Regions from separate parts of the Mus musculus genome. Here regions 1 and 2 are each linked to region 3. A link is a contact called in public HiChIP or PLAC-seq and promoter capture Hi-C data. All regions are on one chromosome and are shown on one strand. The core of a region is the stretch at or near the end of the contact, and the rest is flanking DNA. Distances in the headings are between cores, read along the strand shown. Region 1 overlaps Abcg8 (ATP binding cassette subfamily G member 8). Region 2 overlaps Plekhh2 (pleckstrin homology domain containing, family H (with MyTH4 domain) member 2). Region 3 holds the start of Thada (thyroid adenoma associated).

Region 1 (2,700 bases), core at 137-2,636, 240 kb after region 3:
ATCAGGCGGCACACGGTTGGCTCCCAGTTGCTGCGTGCTGTTGACTCTGATTGCCTGACAGAAGGCACGTCTGCTGGACCCCTCCACGTTCCTCGGTTCCCTCTTTTCATAATTAATAAAGCTTTTGGATACCATGCCTGGAGACCATGGCTTGTTCATTCTTCCTATGCAATAAATTATATACTCGTGGAGTCCCATTTTATTTTAGCAAGCTGTAATCCATTGCCATTGTTAGTTTGAGTACTCAGATTGTCCCTGATTTAGCCCGTGAAATACTCAAGTTGGCTTCTACATCTTTTTTTTTTTTTTTTTTTTTTTTTTTTTGGCTTTTTTTCGAGACAGGGTTTCTCTGTGTATCCTTGGCTATGCTGGAACTCACTCTGTAGATCAGGCTGGCCTCAAACTCAGAAATCCGCCTGCCTCTGCCTCCCAAGTGCTGGGATTAAAGGCGTGCGCCACCACCGCCTGGATGTATCTTCTTAATCATGTTCCTTTCAGTCACTGGGAACTCTAACAAAACAAAGTATTTGAGGATCAGGGATCATCTTGAATTTTCCAAGCTCAGCCCTGGGGTTGGATGCTTCTCTGTAGAAACCTGACTTTTTAGTGGGGAAAGATAGATAGGAGCCCAGAAGTGAATGAGTCTGCTCGGCTGCTGTGCATCGCTACTTCCGGACTCTCAGTGGGCAGTGAGTGAACACGTGTGCAAATGTGCATGTGTGTACTCAGTCTTAACTGCGTATGTGTTCGTGTTCATACTCTAGTTCATCCAGCACTCGCTTTAACAGCTTCCCCAGTCTGTGCATGGGAGACACCTGGTTTCTGTGTCCATCCCTCTTCTGATGAGTCCTGTTTGTACTCTCCCTTTGGTTCATTCCCCATGCATGACTCTATCTGCAGAGCCTCCAGTCTGTTCTGCAGCCCCTCCCCAGGTCCCAGCTCTGTTTTGGTAACCCACTGTCTTTAGGCCTGGATGGAGAAGTGTAGAAGAAGCAGAAAGCAGTCATCTGACTTTGTAAGCTTGTCACTCAGTATGCTGTGGTACCCAGAACTCAGAGCACCAAAGATGCTGAAACTCAGGCTTGCCCACAGAGCAGGAGTCCTCCATCCTGTCTGAGTGCATCATAGCTGGTGTTGATGCATCCTAGGCTCTAACTCCAATGTTCTCCAGGGCACACAAGGCCCGGGAAGAGAAAGGCCGGGGTGCTAGGAACATCCAGTACTATCCAGTGCCCCTTATCTTCATTGCAAAGGGGCAGATTTTTCTTGTGGGTTGTAAATTTTTTCTGCTAAGGATATTTTAGGCTTTGATAGCCATATAGCCTGCCAGTAGGCTGTGCTGATGTGAACTGTTGCAACCACAGTAGAATGTGGAAGATGTGGGTGTGTTTCAGTAAAACAGCTTATAGAAGCACATAGCTCCTAGACTTGGCCTGAGGCTGCAGCTTGCAGACTCTTAATCCAAAGAGGAAGTTATAAAATGTACACTGTAAACTTTCCAAATTCAAGTTACACTATTGATGGGGAACTAACAATTAAACTGAAAATAATCATCTATGTTTTTGTAATTTTTTAAAACCGCTCTTGCTCTTAAAGATACTTAAAATAATCTTTCCCTGGGTTGACCTGTCTACAGGGGTAGATATCCTGCTTTTTTTTTTTTTTTTTTAATGTAGATTAAACTACATACAGAGAACATACTGAAAGTATGTCAAATCCAAGGGTCCTTCCAACACTCAAATTACTTAGCAGAAAATCGTGGCCTGGCACAGGGGAGCAGCTTCCTTAGGGCACACCAGCCATGAGGCACCGGGAGGAGCCGGCTGCAAAGGAAGCAAGCCCTTGGGTATTTTGCTGCAGATATAAGTTATTTGGACAACAGTTCAGTGTGCGTGCCTGAAAATGTCCTTATGTCGGCTCCCATCTTACCTCCGATGTCACTTGTGTTTGATAAACTGGTCATCTAGGACGGTTCCTGTGAACAGCTAGGGTAAAGAGCTTGGTGGCAGAAGAGGTAATTAAATCAAAAGCCTGAGGCTCAAGCCCCAACACCCAAACCTAAAACAAATATTGCCAGCCATGGTCCAGAGCAACGTTCAGTGTCCGTGTTAGGGAGGGCAGGCTGGTACAGAGAGTGGTACAGCAGTGTGTGGGGCTTCCAGCTCGGAATGAAAGAGAAGCGTTCAGGAAGTGGGTTAGGCTTTCTCAGCACTTGCCTGCTGTCCACTGGCTAGGTGACCTGCTTGTTTATTGTATATGACAGCCTTGTCTGTTTGTAGAGTTGAAGTGTTGTTTCTCCAAACTGAAAAACAGCTCTGCTGTTCCTTGCTAGAAAAGGGAAGCCTTATTTTCTCTTCTTTTCTTCTGTTAACTTCATTACTGCAGCACAGAATCTCTAATGTGCTAGGTCTGACTTCAGAACACAGTTGAAAGGTCGCCAACAGTGACAAGTATCTGAGGTCATCAACTTACAGATTTCACATCATGATCAGCTGGCCTCACTGACAAAGCTTTTTGTTTTGGAGGACTCCTTGGGCCTCAGATCCACCCTCCCAACTGAGCTACATTTTGGGGACCAAAGAATAGCACATGGAGGGGAACTGTCCAGTGTGCACAAACCAGGCATTTCGTAAACAGAGCTTGCAAGGAAGCACGGCCTGAAATCCATGGGGCTCACCCCATGAGGCCCACTGTGAACCC
Region 2 (2,831 bases), core at 141-2,640, 140 kb after region 3:
ACTCAGCCTCCAAGCGCTGGCGAGCTTCTCTTGAACAGACTCCTTTTATGTAACCAGTGCTAGTTGCCATCCATCGGAGTCTCTTCATTCAGGAACTTGTGAGCTGGGATGGTTGCCCATCTTACAGATGGCGAGGTGACCATGACATGACAGTGTTCTGGTTTGCTGTCTGTTGCTCTGATAAATATCACAATTGAAAGCAAATTGAGGAAGAAGAGAATTATTTTTATCCTATAAGTTATAGCCCATCATTGAGGGAAGCTGGGCAGAACTCAATGCAAACAGCTTGGTGTTGATCGCTGGCCCCGCCCAGGCTCGAATTCAGCCAACGTTCTTATTGGGCTCAGTCTCAGCTGCCCAGGGTTGACACCATTCACAGTAATTAGCAATCAAGACAAATGCCCCATGGCCATGCTCAGACCAGGTTTCCTCTTCAAGTGTTTAACAACAAGATTGGCCACTTCAATTGGTGTCCATAGTCTTAGGCCATCCATCCCTAAAGATCTGCAGCATCCTTTACACAATGGAATGTGAACAAGTGTTTGTTGAGATCCAGCAATGCCTGCTCTGAGTAGGACGGGTTTTCAGGCTGTCCCTTGTCCATTTTGCAAGTAGCTCTTGACTCTACTATAAGATGTATAATATGATTGCACCCTGAGTGGATCCTCAGACACCATCCGCCCAGAACCACCCACACAGCACAGGTGGATAAATGACTTATTCCTAGGAATAGGAAGTGTACCCCTGAGAATTTACTGAGGTGAACTGAGACTTTATGGTCTATTAAAATCACACCACAATAGTTCAACTAGTATTTCTATGGATGGCACCCTTCATATGTGGCTGTTTAGTAACTGGCAAAAGCAGCAGGCTAGATGCCTGCTACAGCCTCTGGAGTCTACATTTTAGCAGCATCCTGGATGATTCGTATACCCTGACGTCTGAGAAGGACCCATCTAAAGGGTCACATTTTGCCATGTCCATCTGTTGATCTCTTTGTGGTTATGTCTAAATTCAGTTTGACTTTGTTGAAACAAGATGGGAAGACCACCATATCTAAGACGGTTCCTGATAATTAATATCTTTGGCTGGATTAGCACATTCCATTCTGGTTACAAGGGCCACAGCTGGAACCAAAATGAAATTTAGGTGAAATGGACAAAGGCGTTTGAAGTACTCACAGATAAGAGTAATAATGCCTTTAAGGCCTCGCTTGCCACAAGAAAAGACCAAGACCGAGGTGGTAGCGTGATGAAACCACATTGTTTAAACAACAGACAACTCCAAGCACGAGGATTGGTGTTTACACAGTCTGCAAAGCCCAGGGAGCCATGGCTCTGAGAAAGAGCACTGCTTCTAAACATGGCCTCGCTTTGGTATGTTTATAAATAGCTTAGACAATGAGCCCTACTTTCCAGTGACACAATCCGGAGGGGAACTAGCTGTGACCTGTCGTGCCGCCAGGGATCTGATTCTTCATCTGCCAACTTGCTTTGTAATGACTAAAATACTGAATTTTCTTCGTCGTTGTGGAATCTTAAGTTTATATTTAGCAAGTTATGAAACCTTAATTATTTGGACTCAGGGATCAAAGGTCTAACTTAATTGCCTTTGAACATGCTCTCAGACACAATCACTTGGAAACGCGTTTGTGAACTCTAACTTGCATGAAAAGGTTCTTAGTCGATTTGCTTTCTTGCTACGTGCGTGGAAAAGTCAAGGTGTAGCTTTAACAAAGCAAACTGGCAAGGGTCCTTCCTGCGGGGAACACTCTTCTCCCTCCTGCTTGAAATCAAAGCTCATTTTTGGTAACAGTTTGCAGTTGCTGTTTTCTGGAAGATAGACTGGCATTCCCCATTCCACAGTGAGCTAACCGGAAGAGTACACGCATCCATTGGCTCCTAAGGTGAAAGGTCTTGAGAGACCATCTAGCTTATCCTGTTTCACATGTTAAAGACTCCAGAATTGAGGATTTTTTTTTTTTTTCTTAGTCTGGGAGGGATCCCAGGGTGTAACCCAGGCTGGCCCTGACTCACCTGCACAGGTCTACTGCGTGCAGGGATTGATTACAGGTGTGCACTGCCATGCCTGGTTGACCTTCTTGCTTTGAAATGCAGCCCCCTCTTGCTCATTTTTGCAATGCTTTGCTTGTTCTCCAGAACTTTGCTTGACTGTTGGGGCCTACGCTGTGTCTCATAGGAGTCTGAGCCTGCCCTTCCTACGCGCTGTGTTCCCAAACTGTACCCGTCTGGGATTGGTTTCCCTGCTTTGCTAAAACATTTCCCTTTTCTTTCCCAGGCTGAACCTGGTGGCCGTGCTGGGAACTGTAGAAAGCACACTGGTCCCTTTCTCCCTGTAGACATAACACACTCGTATTGTATTAAGAATTCCCAGTGATCACACTTTCCTTGTGGGTCACAGGAATGAACCATGGGGTTTCCTACTTCGACTGAGGAAATGAGCCCAGTGTAAAAGCTTTGATTTTCTGTCTCTTCTCTTGGTGTCACACCACTTTCCTGGTGACATTTTGCATTCATGGCCTATGTCTGTTACCCAACTACACCCTTCTGTCTGCTTAACAACCCTATATGTTTGTGGATGGAGATGGGGCGGTGGTTGACTTCTAGAAACAGCTCTGATTGTCAGCCGGGCTTGGCAGGGAAATGATCAGAACTGGGTAGGACAAGCTTTGCAGAGAACACCTGCCTTGTTTTCTCCAGATTGTAAACACAGACACACACACAGACACTCAAACACACACACACCTAACAACTACTCTACCAAGCCTCTCTTTTCCACCACCGTGTTGTCACGGCAGCAGTTGGGCATCT
Region 3 (2,700 bases), core at 6-2,505:
TCACTTAAACTCCTGACATAGCTTCCTTGTTGTCCCTACTTGTCTCTGAAGAATCAAAGCAATCTAACCATGCACTTGCTTATAAACTTCCCAAAGGTTTTCCCTTGCACTAAATAAAATGCATTAGTTACATCCAAATTTGGGTGTATGGCCTGAAAACAATCTGGCCCCAGCTTCCTCTGCCATTCATTTCAGATTTCTTTCACAGCATGTATTACTACCTAAGATTACACTAACTGGCACACCTGTCTATTGCCTGTTTTTCCTAGCACTAAGCTCCATAAAGGTTGCAATGAACTGAATAGTTGTGTTCAGTGTTCCCGTTCTTAACTCCTTAGTCGTTCATGCATGTAGTAAATGCTTTATTAAAATTTCATGAACTAAATCAAGGAATTCTTAATTAACAATTGCTAGAGATATTATAGGAGGGACATATATACTTTTAGAAGGAAGGTGGGCTACCTGGTACCTAAAAGGACATGCTACAGCTAAGTGGCATACCGCTCCAGAAACTGAAGCATTTATAGTCCATTTGGACGGCAAGTCACTACAGCAACGGCAAATGAGCAGTCAAGCAAAAAAGTTAATGAACACAGCCAGACAGAGAGACAACAAGGAAAGGCCTTGAAGTTCTGGGTTAAGTTTAGGGAAATAATTTCCCAAACGAGCAGCCAGCGTGCAAAGTACTGAGAAAGTACTGAGGAAGGAAACTGAGGGGACACTTGTGATTTGAAATGGCAAGTTTGCAGCAGTATTTGATCCCGGAGTCCTAGGGACTACACAGAGATAGACTCGGTGATTCTGCGCGTTCTAAGGGTAAACGTGTGTCCGGGTGAACTGGGCCGGCCCAGAGCCGAAAATCCCGGTTCAGCCTGATGGGCATCTGCCCATAGGTGCCACTTGCTGCTTCCCGCCCATCTACATCTACACCTTCCCGACCGCCTCCCACGTGGAGTCCAAAGACTGACAGAAGGACGGATGAAAACGTGGTTCAAGGGCTGTCTGTCTCCATGGAGACCTCAGCGCCCGGAAGCCACGGCTGGCACCCTCGGGGTGGCCTGCAAGCTGCCCCGGCCGCGCTGTGGCGAAGTCGGTCCCCCGCGCCCGCGTGCCTGGCAGGCAGCGCGCCCGCGAGCCAAACCTCGTGCCCGAGGACGTCTGCAAAGCGTCGCCACCTCTGGACGAGACCCGGAAGCCCGTCAAGTCTACCGCGTCCCTGCGGCTTGTAACGTGGTGCGCGATCCAAAAACCGGTCCCCGGCGAAGGGAGGCAGGGCTGGAAGCTGGCACGGAAATATCGCGAGAGCGGCCGAGTGCCGCTCCTCCAATCAGAAGTGAGGGTGGGTTGTGACGTCATCAAAGAGGGCGTTTGCGAGGGGATTTAGAGAGCCCGCGACTAAACAGTTCTTGATAAGCGAGCCTATGATGGTGACTGCTGGGAATTGCATGCCCCTCACCTCCTTCTGGCTGGCAGAGCAGCAGCCTCCACACCTCTAGGTGTCAGGCCGACATTTCTGTTCCAACCCAGACTTTCTACATTCACTGTGCCCAGCGCAGAGACAGGCAAAATCTACACTCGGGGACGGTTGTGCCAGGGACGGGAACTGAAGCCAAGAGCAACGACTTGAACTCCACTGTCCGAGCCTTAAACGCTGCCTTAAAGGCTGCATCTTTTACACAACTCACAGACTATCTTGCAGTCCAGTCCTTTAAAACTGAGTAAAAATTAGAGACCTATATCACCTTAGTAAGGAGCTGGGACAAGGGACAAGATCACAGAACGGACAAGATGCTGAAAAGGCCGGGATGCTGGCCTGGGCTCTGAGATACATAGTTGGGAAAAACAATGAAAATTAGGTTCATCAGGTGGATGGCTTTTCTATCAAACTTTGTATTTCTTTGTGGTTTTGCCACGTGTATTGTGAGACCCTGACTTAAAGCGTTTCTCCTTGAAAGGTAAAGCCCCTAAAACATTTCCCCAAGCTTGTTTTCCCTGACCTATAAAAATACAGCTAGAAAGAAGCTCTTTGTTCTCTATAGCCAGCAAAAAGCCTTTTTGTTTCTATACTTTACAACCAGAGATGCGATAATTGTAAAAGACCCAGCCAGCACTTGCCTGGCTTCCTGTGCCAAGGACTCAGGGTTAGGGTTAGGGGAAGATAAAAATTCAGAAAGAACTCACTCCCCACTCCTTCTGCCTTGTAAATTTCACCAAGGACACTCCGCCCAACTCTTCCCAACTCCTCAGCTAGCTATTAAAAGCCCCCTACTGTCACTGGGGTCATCGGGGTCGGGTCAAACTCCCCTGACCTGCATGGCGGAAGGAGTTTGTCCTCAGCTAGCTGATAATAAAACCTCTTGCAGTTTGCATCAGTGTGATTTTCTCTCCCGTCTTTGGGGTGCTGGCCAACTTATCCTGGGACTTGAGCGGAGGCCAAGCTTCAGGGGTCTTACAGTATCACTAAACAATAGCTTGGTTGATTTTGTGTCTGTTATCCACCGATTCACATCTTTTGGCATTGCTTTCAGGTCACTCACCTAAAACTGAGTGGTGACAATTCTTTGACTCACTGTTAATATGCCGTTCTCTACTGTGCTGCATTTGTGCTGATATATATGGACATTTGCTCTGGAGGAGTCCAGAGCAGAGGGGTGGGAGCAGGGCAGGGGACTGGACATAGCCGGGGATAGGGAAGCAGGA

The links. Promoter capture Hi-C pulls out the DNA fragments that hold promoters and counts their contacts. HiChIP or PLAC-seq counts read pairs in DNA pulled down with a chosen protein or histone mark.
Region 1: a contact with region 3 is called in a promoter capture Hi-C map of the 3T3-L1 cell line, with 5 times the contacts expected there. The contact joins the enhancer-like site here to the promoter of Thada in region 3. A contact is called at or near these places in 6 of 39 promoter capture datasets (the 3T3-L1 cell line, 3T3-L1-derived adipocytes, frontonasal cranial neural crest and 2 more), 25 of 484 Hi-C or Micro-C datasets (the 3T3-L1 cell line, 3T3-L1-derived adipocytes, the HL-1 cell line and 14 more), 2 of 115 datasets of contacts at active chromatin or transcription factors (the NIH/3T3 cell line and pancreatic cancer cells) and 1 of 9 other capture datasets (macrophages).
Region 2: a contact with region 3 is called in an H3K27ac HiChIP or PLAC-seq map of extraembryonic endoderm stem cells. The contact joins the enhancer-like site here to the promoter of Thada in region 3. A contact is called at or near these places in 5 of 39 promoter capture datasets (the 3T3-L1 cell line, 3T3-L1-derived adipocytes, maxillary cranial neural crest and 1 more), 1 of 15 datasets of contacts at CTCF or cohesin (the NIH/3T3 cell line), 5 of 484 Hi-C or Micro-C datasets (3T3-L1-derived adipocytes, cerebral cortex, cortical neurons and 2 more), 5 of 115 datasets of contacts at active chromatin or transcription factors (bone marrow-derived macrophages, embryonic stem cells, extraembryonic endoderm stem cells and 1 more) and 2 of 9 other capture datasets (embryonic stem cells and pancreatic islet).

Annotation. Positions count from the first base shown.
Region 1 is chr17:84,700,200-84,702,899 of GRCm38.p6, forward strand. It overlaps Abcg8 (ATP binding cassette subfamily G member 8), which reads left to right. Exons shown (of 13, transcript NM_026180.3): 13 at 1-134. Among named protein-coding and RNA genes, the nearest start is that of Abcg8, 18 kb to the left of the region's middle. Within about 2 kb of position 1,387, at least 18 of the 459 cell types and tissues checked have an H3K27ac peak or open chromatin away from gene starts, as enhancers often do.
Region 2 is chr17:84,601,946-84,604,776 of GRCm38.p6, forward strand. All of the region lies in intron 24 of Plekhh2 (pleckstrin homology domain containing, family H (with MyTH4 domain) member 2), which reads left to right. Among named protein-coding and RNA genes, the nearest start is that of Gm26066, 21 kb to the right of the region's middle. Within about 2 kb of position 1,391, at least 25 of the 459 cell types and tissues checked have an H3K27ac peak or open chromatin away from gene starts, as enhancers often do. A contact at or near this core is called in extraembryonic endoderm stem cells and pancreatic islet, where this site is marked.
Region 3 is chr17:84,464,953-84,467,652 of GRCm38.p6, forward strand. Thada (thyroid adenoma associated) reads right to left here and starts at 1,256. Exons shown (of 38, transcript NM_183021.3): 1 at 1,142-1,256.